Regions from separate parts of the Mus musculus genome. Here all the other regions are linked to region 2. The links are chromatin contacts, called in public Hi-C, HiChIP or PLAC-seq and promoter capture Hi-C maps. All regions are on one chromosome and are shown on one strand. The core of a region is the stretch at or near the end of the contact, and the rest is flanking DNA. Distances in the headings are between cores, read along the strand shown. Region 1 overlaps Slc30a7 (solute carrier family 30 (zinc transporter), member 7). Region 2 holds the start of Mfsd14a (major facilitator superfamily domain containing 14A). Region 3 holds the start of Vcam1 (vascular cell adhesion molecule 1). Region 4 overlaps Slc30a7 (solute carrier family 30 (zinc transporter), member 7). Region 5 has its middle 33 kb from the start of Gm40124.

What was found. A called contact is a pair of places that touch in the nucleus more often than the background predicts. HiChIP or PLAC-seq counts read pairs in DNA pulled down with a chosen protein or histone mark. Capture Hi-C pulls out chosen DNA fragments and counts their contacts.
Region 1: a contact with region 2 is called in an H3K4me3 HiChIP or PLAC-seq map of bone marrow-derived macrophages, with 4 times the contacts expected there. The contact joins the enhancer-like site here to the promoter of Mfsd14a in region 2. A contact is called at or near these places in 2 of 39 promoter capture datasets (cranial neural crest and neural stem cells), 7 of 115 datasets of contacts at active chromatin or transcription factors (the 230-238 cell line, bone marrow-derived macrophages, embryonic fibroblasts and 4 more) and 3 of 9 other capture datasets (adipose tissue, liver and pancreatic islet).
Region 3: a contact with region 2 is called in a promoter capture Hi-C map of liver. The contact joins the promoter of Vcam1 here to the promoter of Mfsd14a in region 2. A contact is called at or near these places in 1 of 39 promoter capture datasets (frontonasal cranial neural crest) and 2 of 9 other capture datasets (adipose tissue and liver).
Region 4: a Hi-C map of muscle stem cells shows a contact between it and region 2, with 2.3 times the contacts expected there. The contact joins the enhancer-like site here to the promoter of Mfsd14a in region 2. A contact is called at or near these places in 1 of 484 Hi-C or Micro-C datasets (muscle stem cells), 2 of 115 datasets of contacts at active chromatin or transcription factors (bone marrow-derived macrophages and memory CD8 T cells) and 2 of 9 other capture datasets (adipose tissue and liver).
Region 5: an H3K27ac HiChIP or PLAC-seq map of regulatory T cells shows a contact between it and region 2, with 10 times the contacts expected there. The contact joins the enhancer-like site here to the promoter of Mfsd14a in region 2. A contact is called at or near these places in 1 of 39 promoter capture datasets (cranial neural crest) and 7 of 115 datasets of contacts at active chromatin or transcription factors (bone marrow-derived dendritic cells, embryonic basal ganglia, large pre-B cells and 4 more).

Annotation. Positions count from the first base shown.
Region 1 is chr3:115,982,961-115,986,926 of GRCm38.p6, reverse strand. Slc30a7 (solute carrier family 30 (zinc transporter), member 7) reads left to right here. Exons shown (of 11, transcript NM_023214.7): 6 at 1,953-2,102. Among named protein-coding and RNA genes, the nearest start is that of Mir669n, 5.0 kb to the right of the region's middle. Within about 2 kb of position 1,281, at least 56 of the 459 cell types and tissues checked have an H3K27ac peak or open chromatin away from gene starts, as enhancers often do. A contact at or near this core is called in adipose tissue, bone marrow-derived macrophages and neural stem cells, where this site is marked.
Region 2 is chr3:116,660,758-116,664,707 of GRCm38.p6, reverse strand. Mfsd14a (major facilitator superfamily domain containing 14A) reads left to right here and starts at 2,031. Exons shown (of 12, transcript NM_008246.2): 1 at 2,031-2,313. The coding sequence starts at 2,230.
Region 3 is chr3:116,128,414-116,132,617 of GRCm38.p6, reverse strand. Vcam1 (vascular cell adhesion molecule 1) reads left to right here and starts at 2,930. Exons shown (of 9, transcript NM_011693.3): 1 at 2,930-3,314; 2 at 3,810-4,085. The coding sequence starts at 3,251.
Region 4 is chr3:115,967,233-115,971,453 of GRCm38.p6, reverse strand. The region is part of intron 8 of Slc30a7 (solute carrier family 30 (zinc transporter), member 7); the gene reads left to right. Among named protein-coding and RNA genes, the nearest start is that of Mir669n, 11 kb to the left of the region's middle. Within about 2 kb of position 2,098, at least 70 of the 459 cell types and tissues checked have an H3K27ac peak or open chromatin away from gene starts, as enhancers often do. A contact at or near this core is called in muscle stem cells, where this site is marked.
Region 5 is chr3:115,672,360-115,676,701 of GRCm38.p6, reverse strand. No RefSeq gene overlaps it. Among named protein-coding and RNA genes, the nearest start is that of Gm40124, 33 kb to the right of the region's middle. Within about 2 kb of position 2,756, at least 73 of the 459 cell types and tissues checked have an H3K27ac peak or open chromatin away from gene starts, as enhancers often do. A contact at or near this core is called in regulatory T cells, regulatory T cell precursor and thymic regulatory T cells, where this site is marked.

The DNA.
Region 1 (3,966 bases), core at 32-2,531, 680 kb after region 2:
CTCAGTGCAACACAGTGGTATTAACTGCAATAGGAACAAGGAAAGGACCCACCTTGGTCTGGTCTCCCTGAGAGCTGCTCTGTGAATCTGGAATTTCTGTTAGTATCTGAACTGCGGTTGGATGTTAGCTATGAAGCAAGAAAAGCTGACCTTCAAGATTGTCTCATGTTTGGCTTTCATCAACTGTGATATCTGATATGACTTCACATTCTATTTGGACTTTGATGGATTTCTTGACTATAATAGTGATTAAACTGTGGTAATTTTTAGCCACTGGCTCTTGTTTCTCTTGTCTCTTTATTGTTTTCTGGAGACTCTGAATCATTTTCTTCATTTCCTTTGCCTTCCACTTTTGAGAGTGATCTCTATTTACTTGTCTGCACACTGGCCTTATGTTCTACAGCTCAGAACTCTTACTAAGTCCTAGGAATGCCTACTTTATTTTGCTCTAATTCCAGAATCGTTGGTAGTTAATTTTTCCCCCTTCCCCTCTCTGTACCCCTTCCATATATATTTTTGTGGTTTTGTGACAAGACCTTGCTTTATAGCCCATGCTAGACTTTTGACGGCTGCCTCGGACCGCTGAGTGCTTAATTGTAGTCTATTACATTTGGTCTTATGATATCTATGTTGTTACTGTTCGTGAGTTAACTATAGTGAGTCTTTAGACCCAGTTTCTTTTTGCTTATTAAATGTGTTTATAAGAGCTAGTCAAAAAGTGCCTATTAAGTGCATCTCTGGGCCTTTTCAGAAGTATCTGCAGTTAGCTGCCAGTTCCTGGATGAGAGGTGGACACTTTAGATCACCTATTTTAAGAACTCTGGAATCAGATTGTATCACCCCTTTAAAGTTAGTTGGTTCTGGTATTTCGTCCTTGTTACTTCTCTTTTCAGTTGTTCCTAGACCAGTTGACAAATCGTGCTTCTTGTAGCATGTGGCTGTTGAATTGTCTCATAGTTTTTACTTAAGCATTCTAATTTTGTTTTTATCCTGTCTTACTAGTGGGCATACATAGTAGTCACTCAGAGTTTAGTCAAGTTCCTTAAGTGACTTGCTTGGAAATCTCCCTCTTTTGGCAAAGGGATCTTTGTGAGGAGGTACATCTTCCGACTCTACCTCCTAGTTTATGAGGCCGCCCTAACTTTGATTTCCTGCTTGCTAGGTCAGTGGAAGACGGATGGCAGTTTCTTGTTTTTCAGGTCTCTCTTAGGCGTGCACACAGCCTGTGCACAGCCTTTTAGGTTCTTAGGGGTGTGCTTCTGCTTTTCAGACTTCCCCATGGACTCCGTCTCTCTGAGGTTTCCCTGAAGTTCCTAGAACTCACGGTGGCAGCTTCTTCACTGCTGGGATGTCTCACTGCTGCCTTGGTGCCTGGAGCTCAGTGGAGCTCTCAGTTCAGGAGACTGTGCCAGTGAACTGCACTGCTGAGCAAAGTACTGGCTAACCAGAAGCTGGTGCTTCAGCAATGCACTGAAAGCAACCTGATCTCTCCAGTTTCTGCAGCTTGGTAGCTTTGGGGTGTTTGGCTCCTGGGCTGTGGGGAAGACTGTGTTCCCTTAACAAAGCCTAGTAGCTGCTTCAGATGACGGCCTTCCTGCGTTCTGTGGCTCTGGCCAATTGCCAGAATGCTGACATGGTTGCTTTATTGTTCGTTTTTTTCAGTATCTGTGTGACTTAGTAGAGGGGTGATTGGCTGAGCTCTTTGGGGCCTACTGGAAGGCCATCAGGGATGCAGATCTCCTGTAGATCCTGCTGGATTTGCCTTTTCTGGCTTTCAGAGTTTATTCCCACACGCCATGGTAGGAACTCGGGATTGTTTGAGTGCATTGGTAGTACTTATTAGAAGCAAGTGTTGGCTGCATTGAGACTGGAGACACGATTCTTCTATCTAGTATTATTGTAATCAGCTATGTATTTTTACATATCTTCTGTTCAAATATTCTTTTTTCTAGGCCATGGCCACAGTCATTCCCTCTTTAATGGTGCTCTAGATCACAGCCATGGCCACGAAGATCATTGCCATAGTCACGAAGCCAAGCACGGAGCTGCACACAGCCATGACCATGACCACGCTCATGGCCATGGGCACCTGCATTCCCACGGTAAGTGCCGCTGGAGCCCTTGCAGAGGGCTTGGCTCCTACAAGGTGTACGGGGTAGCTTTCCTAGCTAGAGTGCTCTGCTGAAAGGACACACACTCAGCCTCTACTGAGACTGTCTAGCTGGTTTCCAGGGTGAGTTTCTTTTTTCGTACTGTAACATGAAAGTAAGACAATGGATTTACTTTTTTCTTTTCTTTCTTCAGTGAGTATAATAAGAACATGCTAGGATTTTGATTGTGTGAAAGAGAAACGTTGAAGCTTAGCAAATGAGAATTATAATTATTTTAAAAGTCTGACAAGGCCTTTTGTAGTATACATTATGAAAACAGAGATTTTTCAATTTTTATTATAACTGTTTATGCTTTTGGCTTAATATTTACATAGTCCTTCAGAAATTTTTCTGTAAGAGTAGTAGATACTAAGTTATAAAGTCTTTATCAACATATTTTATTTTAGATCATTTATTCACACTTTCCTAGTATAGGTTAATATAACTGCTTAGGTAACATAATCTGACCACACCTTAAATAAATTATTCCCTTAGATGTTTACTGGGCATATTGACATAATATTAAAGCTTTGCATTTACAAACAACAAGAAGAGCCTTGAAGATTGGCCCAATTTTGCAATCTTCCAAGTTCCAAATTCCTTATTAAAACATGATTGGGAAAGAAAATGCTCTAGCTGGGCGGTGGTGGCGCACGCCTTTAATCCCAGCGCTCGGGAGGCAGAGGCAGTCGGATTTCTGAGTTCGAGGCCAGCCTGGTCTACAGAGTGAGTTCCAGGACAGCCAGGGATATACAGAGAAACCCTGTCTTCAAAACAAAACAAAACAAAACAAAACAAAAAAAAAAAAAAAGAAAAAAAGAAAATGTTCTACACATTCATTGATTATGCCTGTTCTCAAGGATTAATTTGCCTGACAGATGTTTCCTCCCACCTCTTTATTATGTGTTCATTCATTTAGATTAGAGCACAGCGTACAACCTACCCTCCTGACACCCTGAAGTGTAGTCGTGTTAGCTGTGATCGCTCCAGTGTTGTACAGCTCTCTAGGCCTCATGCATAGTGTAACTGAACCATGTCCTGTGACAGTTACTTCTCCAACCTCCAGCACCTGCAGAGTGCCAACCTCCTCTCTGTTTATATGTGCTTGACTCTGTTAGCTTCCTCATGTGAGTGGTGTCTGGTCTTTATTCTGTTGTATCATTTCACACGCCTTCCAAATTTACCCATGGTGTCCTAAGCTGCCCTTCTTTAAGAGAGAGCGGCCTCGTTCATCCATCAGGCACTCGTAGGTTGCTTCCGTGTCTTGAGTACGGCGTGTTATGCTGCAGTGAGTGGAAGTGCACCTGGATGCTGGGATCTGGGTCTCAGCTCCTTTGGCTGTGTACCCAGAGCTGATGCTGGTGCTCATGTGATAGCTCTGTGGTCCTTGTTGAGGAACCGTAGGCTGCTCTTGTAGTGCTTATGCCAGTTTGCATTCCTACCAATAGTGTATAAGGATTTCCTGTTCCCCACATGCTTGCCAGTACTATATATATATATATATATATATATATATATATATATATATATATATATATATATATATAAATAAAAATAGCTCCGAGTCTTCCTAAAACTTCCCTTGAAATTTTGATTTGATTTCCCTGTTTAGTACTAGTATTAAATACCTTTTAGTATAACCACAGAGCATTTTTCAGTCTGACAAAAATTTTCCTTTGCATTGTTTGAGTCCTTCATATATTTTAGGTATTAACACTCAGACATACGGTATTTAGGTATGCTCTACACGCCTAAGATTACTGTTTCTTTTTGTTCTTCCCTGGCTGTGCAGAGGCTTTCTAATTTGCTGTAGTAT
Region 2 (3,950 bases), core at 782-3,281:
TTTTTTCCAGTCTTTCATTTTATTTTGTTTTTGGTTTTTCGGGACAGGGTTTCTCTGTATAGCCCTGGCTGTCCTGGACCTCACTCTGTAGTCCAGGCTGGCCTCGAACTCAGAAATCCGCCTGCCTCTGACTCCCAAGTGCTGGGATTAAAGGCGTGCGCCACCACGCCCAGCTCAGTCTGGTTTTCATGTAGCCTGGGGCTAACCTTGAATTTGCTGTAGAGGCTGGCCTTGAACTCCTGGTCACACTGTCTCTACAACACAAATGCCAGGACCGAAGATATGCACCACCACGCCTACCTTAGAACAACCTTCTTAATCCTCTACACCCATGCAAAATATGATCTCGGGATTTAGTTATGAAGTTTCTCCCACTCTCAACAGCTTGAAGTTGGACTTCAAGGAAGTTTCTATATGAGAATTTTATTTTTAAAGTAAGTATGATGAAAATCCTTACCACCCAAGATGCTTTTCTTTCCCCATCCATGAAAACTGGCTTATTTTCCATTTCTTGTCAGCATGCAAGTAGAAGAAACAGAACATCCAACCAGGTTTATTTTTAACATTTTATTTTGAAATTTACAGAAAAGCTACAGTAACCCTCACATGTGTGCCCCCTGCTTTCTCCTTTACCTTGTCTAATAGTTACTTAGGCCATGTAATAAATAGCCTGATGTTCAGTGGCCTGAAGAATCCACCCACACCCAGGCTGCTCTCAGATTTGTCCTTGAATTCCTGATTCTCCTTCATGCCAGGATCTAGGCATCCACTTCTATGCTGGGTTCACTGATTGTTGGTGATAGAATCCGCAGCCCTATGCTTACAGGAAAAGCACTCCAAAAGAACCAGCTACAGCCCCATCCCAGTAATGTGGCTAAGCTGGGTATTCATAGCTGAAGGTCTCATAAAGTTTGCAGTCAGCTCAAGGCTTGACCAGGCATAGAGGATCTCGTTCCAAGATAATCCACAAAGCTTTGAAGGAGATTTCAGCTCAACGGCAGCACCTCTCCATAGTTCCTCTGGTATTATGGCATAACAATCGGCAACCCCTGACTGGAGTAAATGAAGAGCCTAGCAAAAACATACAGTACCTTTTATGACCTCTCCTCTAAAGTCAGTGCTGTCATTTCTGCTTTGCCCTGTTAAAACAAGGTCATCCATCACTAACCAGGCCACAAGCCAGGAGAGGGAGGGAGCCCCTTCCACTTCTCCCAGGGAGGAATATCACTGAGTTTGGGAACATTTATCTTACTTAGAGCCACCACATCCAGGATCGCTGTTGCCACAGTTTGGTTTGTTTCCAGTTCCCCTTTATCGAACAGTTTGATGGGGGAAAGCATGTGTTGTGCTCGTTCATACCTAGCACTGAAGGTATATTTAAAGGAAAGTTTTCCAACAGTTACCAAAATGAAGACTTTGCTAGACATGGTGGCACATGACTTTGATCACAATATGGGAGGTAGTCAGGGAGATCTCTCAGTTTGAGGCCAGCCTGGTCTACATAATGTGCTGCCTCAAAGTAAATGTCAGTACTGTTAATATCACATTTCATATTCCACCTGTCTGCTCTTTCTACCAGTCTTCTAGTCAAACCAATTTTTAAAAGCCTATAAAGTATGGCATCTAGTTTACACTGGGAGAGAATGTACTGGTACGTGGGGGTATGTAAGCCAGCATGACCTAGCTGGGCATCAGATCAACAGCTAAAACTCCTCTACCTGCTACTGACCATTCCTGGAAAACTTTCCCGTTGTCCCCTTCAATTCTGTTTTGGTGGGGATGCATTTGATGCGGATGCTATTAGCCTGGGACGCCTGAGCATCTGAGAAACTATTTGTCAGATTTGAGTAGGTAAAAACTTTTCGGAACTTGAGTTCATCTGTGAAGGAAAAACTGTTAAAATAGCCATCGCTCAGCGCCTTAGAGGGCAAAAGCTAGGCAGCCAAAGCACCTGGCTCCACCCGCTCCCGCGGCACCTCCCAGTCCTCCGCTATTGCAGGGTTGGAGGGGCGTGCCCGCACTGCGGGGGCGTGGCTGCGTCACGGGGGCGTGGCGAGCGACTCAGCCGATCGCACGATGTGACGCGCCGCCCGAGGCAGGCCGGGCCCTCAAGATGGCGGCGTGCGCCCTGAGCGGCTCGGCCCGGCAGTAGTGGCGGGACCGCACTCGCCGCTGGGGCCGCCCGCCCCCTGAGTGGCTGCTGCAGCGCCGGGAGTCGAGGATGGTAAAATGACCCAGGGGAAGAAAAAGAAACGGGCCGCGAACCGCAGTATCATGCTGGCCAAAAAGATCATCATTAAGGACGGAGGCACGGTGAGTGCTGCTGGTTCCGCGCCGCAGGACGGCCCGGGTGCGGGCCCGGCTCGCTCTTCCCCCCGCTTCCGCCTTCGCTGGGCCGAGAGCGCCCTGCCCTTCCGTGCCGCCGGCGCTGCCGCGGTCTCGGCCTGCGGCCTCCGCGGCCTGGCTCCCCTGGACGCTGCTGGTACCTCCGGCGGGGCACTGCGTCTCGGAGCCTGCGGCCTCGGCCCACGTGCGCCCGGCCTCGGGGAGGAGGCGGCGGCCCCTCCGCAGCCTCGCCAGGCCCAGCGCGGCGCGCGGGGAGGCTGGGCAGCCTTGCGCTCCGTATGCTGTGGCGGGTGGCCGCCGCCGCGGCCCGCTGGGCCAGGGTACGTGCGTTGTCCCATCGCGGTCGCCGGGAGCCGGAGCAGCGGCTTGGAGCTGTTCGGCTACCTTGTCGGGGAGTGGGCTCGTCCCCTCTCCCGGCGTCGGAAGCCTGACCTTCCCTGGGGCCCTCTCCGTTAGAGAAATCTTCACCTTGTGCCTCAAAATAAGTCTTTAGAATTGGTCATGGCGTGAGGATCGGAGACAGATTCTGGCAGGCGGACTGAGGCTAAAAATGTGCCTTTTAGACAGTCGTTACTCGCAGAAAACTTTATGCACTGTGCAGTGTGCTACCAGACGTCGATATAGGATTTGTCATTGGAAAACAAACGTACACTTTTGTTGTGCTGTGTGTTTGTAGCGTTACACTCTGATCTTTGCTGACTCCTTTGGTATCGCGTTCCGAAATAGAATGGAAAAGTAAGATGTGTCTCTGTGGTGAAGTTGCAGACATTGTTTCTTTCCATTTGTTTGTAGTTTAATGGAGCCTTGATCAATGCTAGCAAAGCACTAAATATGTAAGTAGGCCACCGCGGAGGATTTGCTGAAATCAGTTTGAAATAAATGACAACTTTCTTTTGACATTTGAGAACATGGCCTAGTCCAACTGCCATCATTTAGAAAGCTTGGGACATATGGAACGATTTCGGAATATGTTCAGTTAACTGTCAGATTTATTAGTTGTCATAGCTTTGACTTTTAGTGAAAAAAGAGGGTTCAGAGCTTTCCAGATTTTCTTACTGTACCTGATCAAAGTATTACTTTGATGAATTCTCATTAGCTGTCTTGACCAAGTTAGTAGGAGCTATACTGGGAGGAAAGAATATCGTTGTCAGGTTTAGAGAGAGAAACTTATAACGAAGCATATTTTCAAAAACCAGGTGCTATTTAAGACCAATCTTTGCAAAAGACAAGAAGCAAGATAATTAAGGAGCAGACCTTTTTTTTTTTTTTTTTTTTTTTTTTTGGTTTTTCGAGACAGGGTTTCTCTGTATAGCCCTGGCTGTCCTGGAACTCACTTTGTAGACCAGGCTGGCCTCGAACTCAGAAATACGCCTGCCTCTGACTCCCGAGTGCTGGGATTAACGGCGTGCGTCACCATACCCGGCAGGAGCAGACCTTTTATAATGTTTGGATTTTTGTCTGGTTTGCTCTGTAAAATATTTTTTTGATGAGATAGTAGGGATCAAACTTAGAGCTCATGTCAGCCTCCAGAAGAGTCATTCCAAATTCTGACTTTGAGAAGAGATACATGTTTTTGTTGTTGTTGGGATTTTGCTTTGTGTCTG
Region 3 (4,204 bases), core at 1,681-4,180, 530 kb after region 2:
TAAAAGTAGAGATGAGCATGAATGCCTTCTAAGGGCCAGAAGGTAAAAGCTGTTGAAACAGGGAGAGTACAATCAGTTCAAGGCAATCTGGTGTGTGTGTGCGTGTGCATGTGTGTGCATGTTTTGTTTTTATAAAAACTCACAGAAGGGGGTTAGTAGAAACCTTAGAGGTCATCCCAAGGAGACAGAACTAGGCAAGCACATCTCTGTTTACTCGAATTGCTATACACAAACACATGGCACACCCAGAGCACCAATGAAAAAATTCAAATACTCCTAAGTGAACTTACAAAGTGGAGAGGAGAATTAAAAAACAAAAAACAAAACAAAAAAAAAAAAACGATTTATTTTGTTTATGAGTACATTGTAGCTGTCTTCAGACACACCAGAAGAGGGCATCAGATCTCCATTACGTATGGTTGTGAGCCACCATGTGGTTGCTAGGAATTGAACTCAGGACCTCTGGAAGAGCAGTCAGTGCTCTTAACCACTGAGCCATCTCTCCTTCCTGAGACTTTTTTTTTAATACTGAAAACCTTTCTGTTGTGTAACAAAACATCCTCTTTGTGAAAATTCAATCAATATACATAGTATGTGTGTATTTTATTGAATATATATATATTTTTTTTTCTTACTCTCAGTGATATTAGTAAGGTTTTCCTCAAAATCCCCAAAAGTCACAATGACTTTATGACACCAACTGTCTTAGCACGATTCTCTCTACAGTTTAACTTTAGAAAATCTTAAACTTAGATCACTGAGAGAAATTATTTTCCTTGACTTGCAGACAAACCAATGGTCCCTTGATTATGATCTGTGGAAATCTTTCATTGATATCATGACAGTCTTTTTCATTCTCAAAATGTTGTCCTTGCCAGTGTTTCCGTATTGCTAGAGCGCCACAGTGCCTATACAGCAGTCCCCCCCCCCCAAAAAAAAAACACTCTGTGAGTTCCACTGAATTAGAAACAGGTAGAATGCTAATTGCCTGCCTAACTTGGCATCCATTTCTGCCCTGCTTTACCGACAGAATCTTGATTGACATGGGGCATTGGCCTTTTCAGTGAGACATCAGTGAAAGCCCCCACACCCCCCCCCAACTTCTTGGGAAGCTCCTTCAAAGAAGGCAGGCTCCATGCCTTTGAGTCCTTTCCCTTTACTTTTTGTATTTTACATCTGAGACACAGACGTGATGTTTGGTGAAGGAACGGCCATAGGAAAATCATGATGATTAACCATATAAGGACTGCAGAATTAGGACTGGCTTAATCTTGGTCCTCAGTATTTGCTTCAAAAACAACTGATCCAACTTCAAACTTCAGGCTCTTGGGTCTCTAATGAAGCTGCTATAAAAGATCTACATAGCCACGGAGAGTTCTTTAGCTATATGTTAGAGTAGTGGTTCTTAAACGAGGAAGGATTTGACCTTGTGGAATCCACCAAATAGTTTTTTTTTTCACTTCCTCTGTTGTATGTACTATTCTCCTTTCCTGATAGGAATTATTTCTCCACTCACTTGGGTGAGAACTGATACCAAATAAGATGAGTCTGCATGATCCAAGTAGTTATTTATTTTTAAGTGTCAAAGACATGGATTAACATTTTCTTACATGCCTTTGATCTATGGAGAAGGTGAGAATCAGTAGGGGGTAGTCTATACTCTCCTTTTATGACATGACATTGTTGAGGTCCTCTAGATGACATGGCAGCTAATGTCATCGATCCCTGGATATGTCGTCATAGCCCTAAAATATATCCCTCAACTTCCCTTTTATACTTGCCTCTCAGTGGGAGCCACATGTATTCTCAAGAGGGAATTCAGAAGTCTCTCCTGCCAGGTTGGAGCAGTTGGCGACTGTGGGTCTCACTGATAGCCTTTGTCCAATGACATGATACTGTTAATTTTACATGTGCCCAGATGTCTGGGAACTATACCTTTCTTGTGGAATTATTTTTTTCTCTCACGTGGCACTTATGAACTACATTCAGTATTTTGAACGTTTCTCTTCTAGATTTTAAACATCTAGAAGATGCTGCAGGTTTTATAGTCGTTATATATAAAACCATTATATATATATATATATATATATATATATATATATATATATATATATATATGGAATAGAAACAACTATGAATAAGAACTAGTCCTGGCCATGCAGGGAACTGATAATGCCATGTGGGAGGTAAACCCACATGTGTATAATACAAGGAAGTGGCTATTCCGGTTTCTTTCTGATGGGCAAGCATTTTGCAAGGACATGGGCTATGCATGTGTAAGACCTACAGAGGCATTTAAGACACTTAATTGAGTCTTTCAAAAAGTCATTTCACTGGGAGTAGAAAATAATAATAAAAAAATGGTTGTCAATTCATCTCCTAAAGCTAATCTGTTTACATATTCAATTGGACTTGTGGCTAAATAATGCAGCCAAAGAAATCCACCACAAAAATTTAGCAGACAGATCCCATTTTTTAGCGTTCAAGTCTGCAAAAGACTTCCTGTCATCCAGCAATGGGTCAAAGGGCTGGGGCATTGTCAAACAAAAGAAAAGATAATTCCCTTCATTCTGCATCAACGTCCTTTCATTTACTACTTCAGAAAGTTATTTCAGGGAGGTTTTTTTTTTGTCAAAAATTCACTTATGAATAAAAGAGTATAAAAATAAGAACTACTGACTCACATTCTAAAAGAGTGACTCATGATAATGGGTCAATAAAAACAAATAAAGGATATTTTCCTTTTTTTGTTGAAAGAGAACAATTTTTATTTTTTAAATTGCAAATGCATTTCTTAATGAAGAAAAGTCAGTGGTTATTTACTGAGTGATCTCTGTCTTTGCTGTCACACACACACACACACACACACACACACACACACACACACTGTTGGCAGTTTCATTTTGCAATCATCTTTTCAGGAGAGATAGCCCTTTCGGAGCTGAAGGTCAGGAAAAGCCAGAGATTTATATACTTGGAAGTGTCGTGTTTCCCAGGACTCAGAATGACTTCAGCCCAGAAAGCAGCTGAAGGGGTTAACGTGGGGACTTGGCTGGCTGTCAGTTAAACTTTTTCCCTGGCTCTGGGTTTCCCCTTGAAGGGATTTCCCTCCGCCTCTCTAGCAAGACCCTTTATAAAGAGCAGACTTTCTATTTCACTCACACCAGCCCGGCTGGCTTTGGAGGCTGAACACTTTTCCCAGACACTTTTCACGTGGGGCACAAAGAAGGCTTTGAAGCAGAGACTTGAAATGCCTGTGAAGATGGTCGCGGTCTTGGGAGCCTCAACGGTACTTTGGATACTGTTTGCAGTCTGTAAGTTCCTGACCTATTTCACACATCTACAGCTTCTGGTGTACTACAGAGCTTTGCTATAAGAGCCAGTATTCTGACAGAGCTGGGGACGGATTTTCTTTCCACTGTCAAATGAGTAATTTGGATTATATCGGTAGTGGGTCTATCTCTTTAGTTTCCTGTATTCGACAATGAAATCAAGCTTAGAAAGTGACAAAAAAAAAAAAAAAAAAAAAAAAAAAAACTTTGTGCAATGGGCTTCAAAGTCAGAACTGAGCATTCTTCTTCGCGGTGACGATTCCAGCACCTTCCTCAAGAGCAACTTCAGGGCTTTGGGTCTGTCTTGTGCTATTAGTCTGAGACAGTTTAAAAAGTAGATCATCCCAGCTGTGCTTTGGACACTGTATTGCTGCGCAAGAGAAAAAGGACACAGTATGGGGCAGACCATGGTAAACTTGTTCTCTCTCTCTCTCTCTCTCTCTCTCTCTCTCTCTCTCTCTCTCTCTCTCTTTTCAGCTCAAGCTTTTAAAATCGAGATCTCCCCTGAATACAAAACGATTGCTCAAATCGGTGACTCCATGGCCCTCACTTGCAGCACTACGGGCTGCGAGTCACCATTGTTCTCATGGAGAACCCAGATAGACAGCCCACTAAACGCGAAGGTGAGGACGGAGGGGTCCAAGTCCGTTCTGACCATGGAGCCTGTCAGTTTTGAGAATGAACACTCTTACCTGTGCACAGCAACATGTGGCTCTGGGAAGCTGGAACGAAGTATCCACGTGGACATCTACTGTAAGTGAAGGAAGGAGCTTTTGCTTTCTCTTGATTTTGTTTGAAAAAAAATTAACGATATATTAAACAGAGACTTTTAAAGAGTATCTAGATTTTTAGCTAGCAAATGCACAATTTCA
Region 4 (4,221 bases), core at 849-3,348, 690 kb after region 2:
GTTCGGAGTCAGTCACTTTGCCTCCTCTTTAAGGGCTTGTTCTCTGCTGAGGGAAGTACTGGGCCACGGATGTAAACTGATTCAGACTGAAGAGACGAGTGCTGTGCGGTGCGGTGCGGTCTTCCCATGTGAGCGTCTCAGTAATCCGTTTCCCTTTCAGCAACAGACACATCGTATTGTTTCTTCTGTCCTAAAGTCAGGTGTCACATGGATAGAGCTGCATACCTACACACCCATGCACACACACATACACAACATGAAAAAAAAAAGTGCCCTGGACCTGAAGTGTCACCCGGAGAAAGGCCCGTGTAGTAAAGGCTTGGTCTTGATTGGAGCACAATTGGGAGATGGTGGAACCAGGTACAGCCTGGTGAAGGTCCTCAGGTCACTGGGGTATGTCCCCGAAGGAAGTAGTGAGACTCTGGCCCCTTCTCTTGTGTTTGCTTGTTGGCTCTATGAAGTGAATCTGCACTGTCATTCCTAGTCTGTCATGAAGTGCCCTGCCATGGGCCTGAAAATAATGACTGCCTGTGACAACTGAGCCAGAGAAACCATTTCTCTTTATAGTTTGGTAGCTCGGTGTATTTGTAATAGTATGGAAAGTTGACTCACATAACAAGGTAAGTGTTGATCTGCTGATTTTTTTAAGTAGACATTTCAGAAAGTTTTTAAACCTATGAGTACCTTATTGATGCTTCCAGAATAAATCGCTTAGGATCAAAATGCTGTTATCGGCCTCTTGCCTGGTTTTCAGGCTGTGGTTGTTTTCCATCATAGTTCCTGTGCATAAAACTTTAGCTCTTTATTTATGGGAAAAGCACTTGGTTGCCTTCATGCGCCTTTAATCACAGTATCCTAATCTATGGTCCCCTTCGTCCTGTTTCCTGTCGGCCCTGAGGAGTCTCGGAAGCCCAGACTTCTGAAGCCCCCCTGTTCCTAACTACTTACACCTCTGAATTTATCATCCCCATTTTCTAAAACAGTGGTGCTGGATGTAGCAGGAGTCAGTAGATAGGCCCGTCAGCACAGCAGGACTCCCGCCCTCAGCCTGACACCGTGGACTTGGTTCACAGTAGTGTTTTGGGTTCTGGAGACCCAGACTGAGGCTTGGATGGCTCGAATTATGGTTCTGCTCTCATCCATGAATGTGGATCTTGTTGTTGTTGTTGTTGCTTTTTAAGTTTCATGATTATGTGATTAAATGCCTTTTTACGGATTGTTGACACAGGATATACTTCCAGCATGCTATGAGCCAAGGCTAATAATGGAAAATAAGAATTGACACACTGTAGATTGCTTTAAGAAGTAGAGTGAGTTTTCAGAACCAGAGGGCAAAGATTACTAAATAACAACAACTCTGACATTACAGTTTAAATGAGGGCAGCCATCTCTGACCTGCAGAGATGAGAGAGTCGAGTCTTTACAATAGAAGCTTGCAAAAGCTCTGTGTGTAAGTAACATTGCAAGAAGTAGAGTTTTACTGTTACTTTAACAGAAGTCTCACTCTTCCCTCAAGAGCCATGCATTTTTTGTCAGGATCTGTCAGATAAAGGAGGAGAGGTCATTAATGAAATATAAATGTATATCCATATATCCAAATCCAGACAACCCTACTGTAGAGTTCCTTGTTTCTGACCACTGTTCATCCATGAGTCATTATAAAGGAAGCCTACTCTTACAGATGGACCTGAGTTCAGTTCCCAGCAACCACATGGTGGCTCACAACCATCTGTAATGGGATCCACCCCCCCTTCTGGTCTATCTGAAGACAGCAACAGTGTACTCACATAAATAAATACATCTTAAAAAAAAAAAAAGAAAGCATAAAACTGTACCTTACTTTCGTTGCTTTTATTTAAAGGCTTATAAGATGCCACTATTTCATATTTTCCCTTTTTCCTACCCCAAAGATGTGAAATCCTGGCATAGCTCTCTGCAGTCTTGTTTGGGATGAATGGGATCTCTCTTTGTGAAGTGGCTGAAGCCTTACACGTGAAATAGGAAGGGGGCTGTGGGGAATGGCTGACTACACAGATTGTCCCAGGCTGGATGGTTACCTCACAGTTTCCATGATCAGTATTCTGGGCAGAGCCCAGCTGCCTTCTCTGCTCAGGCCTCACAAAGCTGTAACTAATGTGTTGGCTGGGGCTACAGCCTCCTCTGAGGCTCAGGGTCATCTTGCAAACTTATGTGGTTGTCAGCAGAAATCCTGAGCATGCAGCTGTTAGCTCATGGTGGCTTGCTTCTTCAGAATCGCAGAGGAGTATTTGGCCTCAACCAATACTTTAGACCCACTCTTAAGGGCTTGGCTCTGATCAAGTCAGGCATCGCCAGGGTTTTTTCCTTGATGAACTAAAAATCAACTCATTTGTACCTCAAAATACATCTTAAATTCACTTTGCCTTAGTTGTACTCCATTGCATTGAAGTGAGCCACGGGTTTCCCACACACTTGAGAATGGGGGATTATATATCTGAGTGACTCACTAAGGGTCACTTTAAGGTATGTGACTCATTTTTTCCTTTCTCTTCTGTTTTCTAAATGTCCAGCCCCACACTTAGAAAAGAGCTAGGGTTCGTCAGTGCAGACCAGTGGCTGATGACTGGCTGACTGGGTGAGAGAGCAGAAAAGCGCAGGTCCCAAGCGCTTCCTCGGGGTCTCGTGCTGCTTTCTGTCGTCCACTGAGTGTCCTTGTGCAGGGTGTGCATTGTCTCCAGATGTTTTCTTGTTACACAGTGGTGCGATTCTGGTTCCTTAAAATAAATCAACAGAATGGCACCAGTGTTTGTCAAAACCACCAGAAATGATGGGCAAATCCATCCCTGGAGGCCTCAGATCTGTAGTCTGTAAAATGATTTTCAAGCTACAGGAGTTCAGAATTATCTGATATTTATTCAATTCCAGATTTGTTATAATTTAGAACATTCAGTGCTATTTTCAAAAAGTCTTCTGGAAATCATGTACAATTTGTGTTCATTCTAAGAAAGCAAAGGTAATTCAGTATTACAGAGTTTATGCATATTATTTGTCATATTAAACAATGGAGAGAGAAAACCATGAGATCATTGCCAGAGATGCCAAAGAGACATTTGGACAAATGCAATGGCCCTTGGTTCGTTCGTTCCTTCCTTCCTTCTTTCCTTCCTTCCTTCCTTCTTTCCTTCCTTCCTTCCTTCCTTCCTTCCTTCCTTCCATCCATCTCTGGAGAAGAGTTAGTAAATATTGATTGTAAGGTAGGTAAGGGAAAACAAGCCTAACATGTGTCTTTATAACTAAAAGTGATGTGCCTGGAAAGCAAAATGACTTGCGGTTCAGACCAGTGAGTCCTGGAGCAGATGCATTTTTTGTGCACATGCAGCATCATAGATCAGGGGTAAAAGATGCCTTTCAATAATGGCATTGCCATGTGGAAAAAGATACACTTGGAAATGTACCTTATGTTCTAGACCTGGAGAAACTGCCAATGGCTTTGAGCCAGAAAAGTCAAATGCAAAAGCACGTTAGCACTAGAAGAAGCCATGACTGAGTGACTTAGCTGCATGAGAGTACTAGTGATGGCTGTGGCTCAGACTTAGAAGGAAATGGTGGGTGAGGTGAGCCATATGGGGGATGGAGGACAAGATGGCTCAGCTGGTAAAGGGGCTTGCCACCAAGCCTGAGGACCTGAATTCCATCCTGGGACCTCCATGGTGAAAGAAGAAAACCAACCCATATAAGTTGTCCTGTGACCACCGTGCACACTTTGTGACACCTGTGCAACCACACACATGCACTCAGAATAAATAGATTATATGTAATGAAATTAATAAATAAGAATTTGGCCTAGGAAAAAGCATAAAAGGAAGTTCAAAAGGCATAATCAACTTGAATAAAAATGACTGGTATAGAGACAGCCTCTAAGAGTAAAAGTTAAACTAGAAGCCATGTAGCTCAGTGGTAGAGTACTTGCTTCGTAAATATGAGGCCCTGGGTTTAATCTCCAGAATGCCAGAAAAAATTGTAAAAGACTAACACAATGGAAAAAAAAGGCAGAAATATAAGTTTATTTAGTTCACAGAAAAGATACGCTACAAATGATATATCTATACACATATTCATGTGTATAATGCTCATGTGAGTTTGGATGCATGTATACATGTATGTGCAAGGGTAGTTGGCAACCCTATTTTTTCTTGGACACGTGTCTGGATAGGCTAAACCAACTGTCCAGCAAGTTCCAGA
Region 5 (4,342 bases), core at 1,507-4,006, 990 kb after region 2:
CAAGGTCAGCCCGGGCTACTTGGTGAGCTACAGCCTGAGATAAAGTAGTACACCATCTCTCAAATAATAATAACAAGGCCAATAGCAACAATAAAAAGATGTTGAGTTAAATAATCCAGATACTGAAATATACACTATGTAGTTTTGTTTATATGTCATTTAGTTGCAGACACAACTAATATCTGATGATAGAAATCAAAATCGTAATTGTCAGTGGGAAATTCAGAGGATGATGAATACTTTTTTTCTTGATCATGGTTTTGATTATACTGTAAAACCATTATGGAAACTCATGACATTTCAGCTAGGTAACACATGCCTGCAATTCCAGAATTTGGACAGTAGAGACAGTAGAATCAGGATGGAGTTCAAGGCCACCTTTGCAACGTAAGTTCAAGGCTGTTCTGGGCTATGTGAGAGTCTTTCAACAAACAAACAAACAAACAAACAAACAAGTCAACAAACAACAACCAAGATCAAAACAAAGTCACTTGTCATCCTAGTACTTCACTTGGGAGATGGAGGCAGCAGTAGTTCAAGGCTTGCCTGTTTAGCTTTATGTGTTAAGAAACATCAAGTTCTTGATGAGTCATTTCTGCACTGTAGAACAGTTGCTAATGTGAGCCAAGGGGAAGAAGAAATCACACATACTGCACGGAAAGAAAAGGATGCCTTCGATATAACACTTCTGAGTTGATGCAGAAATGTAGTTGGATGGCTGTATGTGTGAAAGCATCTATTTGCTTATTCATTAACCCACCTACTTATGTATTTTATAAGCTAAATGTTATTCTAACTGTATTCAAATGATAACAAATTTGACTTGCCTAACAGGCCCTGAGGGACCTGTTATTAGATTCTGCATTTGATGAGCTCGGTGTTGTTCTGAGATAGGCTTTTCCTGTGCAGCTCAGGGTGTCTGTCATCATCCTACTGACCTTTCCTAGTGCTGGGATTACGCACATGCACCACCCTTTTCTAGTCTAGATTCTGCACTTGAAAGATAAAAAGAATCATAAAAGAAGTTGCCTGTGGCTATCCTGCTCATGAATAGCAAACCAAGATTTAAACCCAGGCCTTCTGGCTCCAGAGTCTATGCCCTGAACTAACCTCCTTCCTCTTAATAAAAAAGTAAAACCATCATCCCTCCATTGCTTATCATCCTCTAAGGGTTTATCATTGCACTAAGACAATCCTAAGTCTCATCAAAATCCTCTGATGGCTTTGAAGACCCTTCATGACTTGGCTCCTCCTAAACACTCGACCTTGCTTTGCTTTGGTTATTTCTTACCGGTCTGGCAGTTGCCAGATGACTGACTCTGTAACATACTTCAGATCTCCCATCCCTTTCCCCAAGGCCTTCCCCTGACCACACAAGTAGGTGTTCTACTCATCTCTGGCATAACCCATAGCATGTACCACAGCCCATCCTTACCTTTGTTGATCTCCTGTCACATAATGTTGTGTTCTATGATGTAGAGGCTCAAAGGGAGTCTCATTAGACATTTTCAGACTTGAAGTCTTCTGTATCTTCAGCATCTTGTGTGCCTCTGGATTTTGGGCCTTATCCAAAAGACCAAAAAGTAATTACAGTACTTTAGTAGCAGAGACTCAGACGTATATCAAATGAGCAAACAAATAACCAGTAAATGAAAGGTAATTCTGAATTTGGACGACAGAGTTGAGTTTGGACTCACTCACAATGGTCATGGTTCCACTTGACTTTGATCTTGGGAGGCTGTGAACCATCTTAACTTGGCCTTCATCTGTAAAAGAAAGGTTGGTGCTGTAACGTCAGCTAAGAATGCATTGAAAACCCTCAACCTTTCTGAGCTGCAGCCATGATCATCCTTGTCTTTATCATTCCCCAGCTTCCTCAACGATCGTCAACCAGCCTGTGACATGACAGTCCTTCCGTCACAGCTTATCACTGTCCCAGTCAGCTTAAACTCTGGCTGGGGCCAGAAGTTTAAGCAAAGCTTGTTGTGTCCATCCTTAGGATGCCCATCCACAGCCACAGGCCTCTTTCTATTTCTCTCTTGTTTTCCATGGCCTTTCACCCAGTCCTTCTCACTTCTTTCTACAATTTATTTTTTGGTGTGTGTGTGTGTGTGTGTGTGTGTGTGTGTGTGTGTGTGTGTGTGTTGTATCATACCCTTCTTGTGGGAGTCAGGATAAACATTCTTTATTTCTCCATGTGTGTCCCAGAAATGAAACTCAATTCCCCAGACTTGCCAAGCAAGTACTCTCACCCATGGAGTGATCTTACCTGCCCTGTAGCAGTTTTAATAGTGTCTGACTTAACCAGCCTCCTTCCTTACTCAGTGCCTGCTGAGGTTTGACTAGGAAAAATTCCCCCTGCCCCAAAGCTCAGGTGTTAAGTTGGCTTGTTGCCGGCTGCTGGGATTTTTGAAGGGTAATTGAATTATGATGATTTTAACTTTATCAGTTCCACCATAGAGTTCTGACTCACCTCACAGTGGTCCAGGTCCAAAAGTAACAGAATAAGTGACCGTGTGCCTTGACTGTGAGCTAAAATAAAACTTTTCTGTCAAAATATTTTTCTCGGGTATTTTTGACACAGTGATGAAAACTGACTACCACAGCTCCACGTGAAAGGCACCTCTGGGAGAGTCAAGGTTTGTGTCCGTTCAGTTAACGGGACATGCTTGGCAAAGACAGGTATGCGATGCTGTCCTCAGACAGATTAACCACACTCCTGACGTAGCACACAATGGCTTCACTGTAAAGTTGAGCTGACAAGGCTGTGTTTACTCTTTTTCCTGGGTCACAGGAAACTCCACCCTTGAGAGCGGTTACTGGCAGAGAACGCTGATGTGGTCCAGCTTGTCAGGTAGATGCTGAAGAAAGATGGAAAAACAAATGCAAATTAGGGTTTAAAATATGTCGCCTGCGAGAAGACACTGGAAATGGGAAACTAAGGGGCAGGAAGGACATCCATCGGGAGCTCTAATGGCTTTCTGATTATTCGAAGGGAGTGGGCAGACGCTGTAGCTGCTGCAGGAGTCAGCCAGAGTAAACTTCCTGGAAAAGTACCGAATTATCCAGCTGCAGGTCTGCCAGCCAACTCCTAGGTTTCCAGCCTGCGACCTCGTTGAACTAATTCGTGGTCTTTTGTATGTATCATCTGCATACGATGAATGCTGGCCCCTCTTCCTGGAATAGCTTTGCTATGTCTGTTCTCTTTGTTGCTAGGGAGGACATTTACCCTTATCACTGTTCCTCTTTTGATCTTGGCACCCAGCTTATTGTCAGACCGTTACAGACCGAGTGAAAAGATGTATTCAGTGTCTCCCCGATATTGTTACAGTTAGTAAACACTGGAAAAAACAAAATTGGAGGCATATAGAGGATATTTTTATAGTAGAATTTGAGCATTTGGAATGGATCATCCTCCAAGACTGTGTAAACTAATGTCCAAAGGAAGGCTGGGTATACTTAGGAAGAAGAGCGGCATTCTGGTGACAGAAGGGTGGTGCCCTCTAAAGCCTGCCATAGGGGAAGTGAATGGGCATTGACCTTAGCCCTTCTCTACTAGCCTAGATGTTAAGCTGCCCACCTAGAGGGGGAACTGTGCCAGTCCTGAGGATGAGGTGTCTTGCTTGGTCCCTCAGAGCACCCATATTGCTATGATTTAGACCAAAGTCTCTGGCTAGCTTTGGTCATAAAGGGGCTACATTTTTGCTACATTTAATGCTGAATTTAAACTCTTATATTGTCCACAAACTGTCACAAAAGGAAGAGATGATATCACTAGATAAAGATACTCGTGTCCCCATGACACTCCACCCTCCCCCTCAATCACACACACACAATTAAGTGATGGCAGCTACCTGGTGGGGAGAGAGAAAATAATTATTTCCATCTCAAGCTAAGTAGCTTTTCTCCTACAAACTCCCTTCTCCGTTGTTCTTCCTTGGTGACTAGTTGTTAAAATTGTCACCTAGGAAGCTCTTGGCCTCTCCTTATTTGACAGTTTTTAAATGAGTCCTCAGTGAGATGGCTTCAGCAAGGCTACCATTGAATTTGTGATTTATTGGCCTGTTTATGTCTCTTACAATTCTTGATTGTTATCTGATAAGAGGAACCTGAAAATTTTGCACATATTGAATATTCATCTCTTCAATCAGTGCTGGCTCACCCAGGAGTAGGGGCAGTTTGATTGTTGATTGGGTTAGTAGCCCCATTCACAATCGCTTTTGATTTCAAGTCTCATTAAGATAATCATGGACTTGGTTCAATTAATCCTTTTATTGACATCATTACCGTGGGTGTTTATTCTGACCTTCGTATTAATGCAAGGATGCTTTCCCTGTATGTA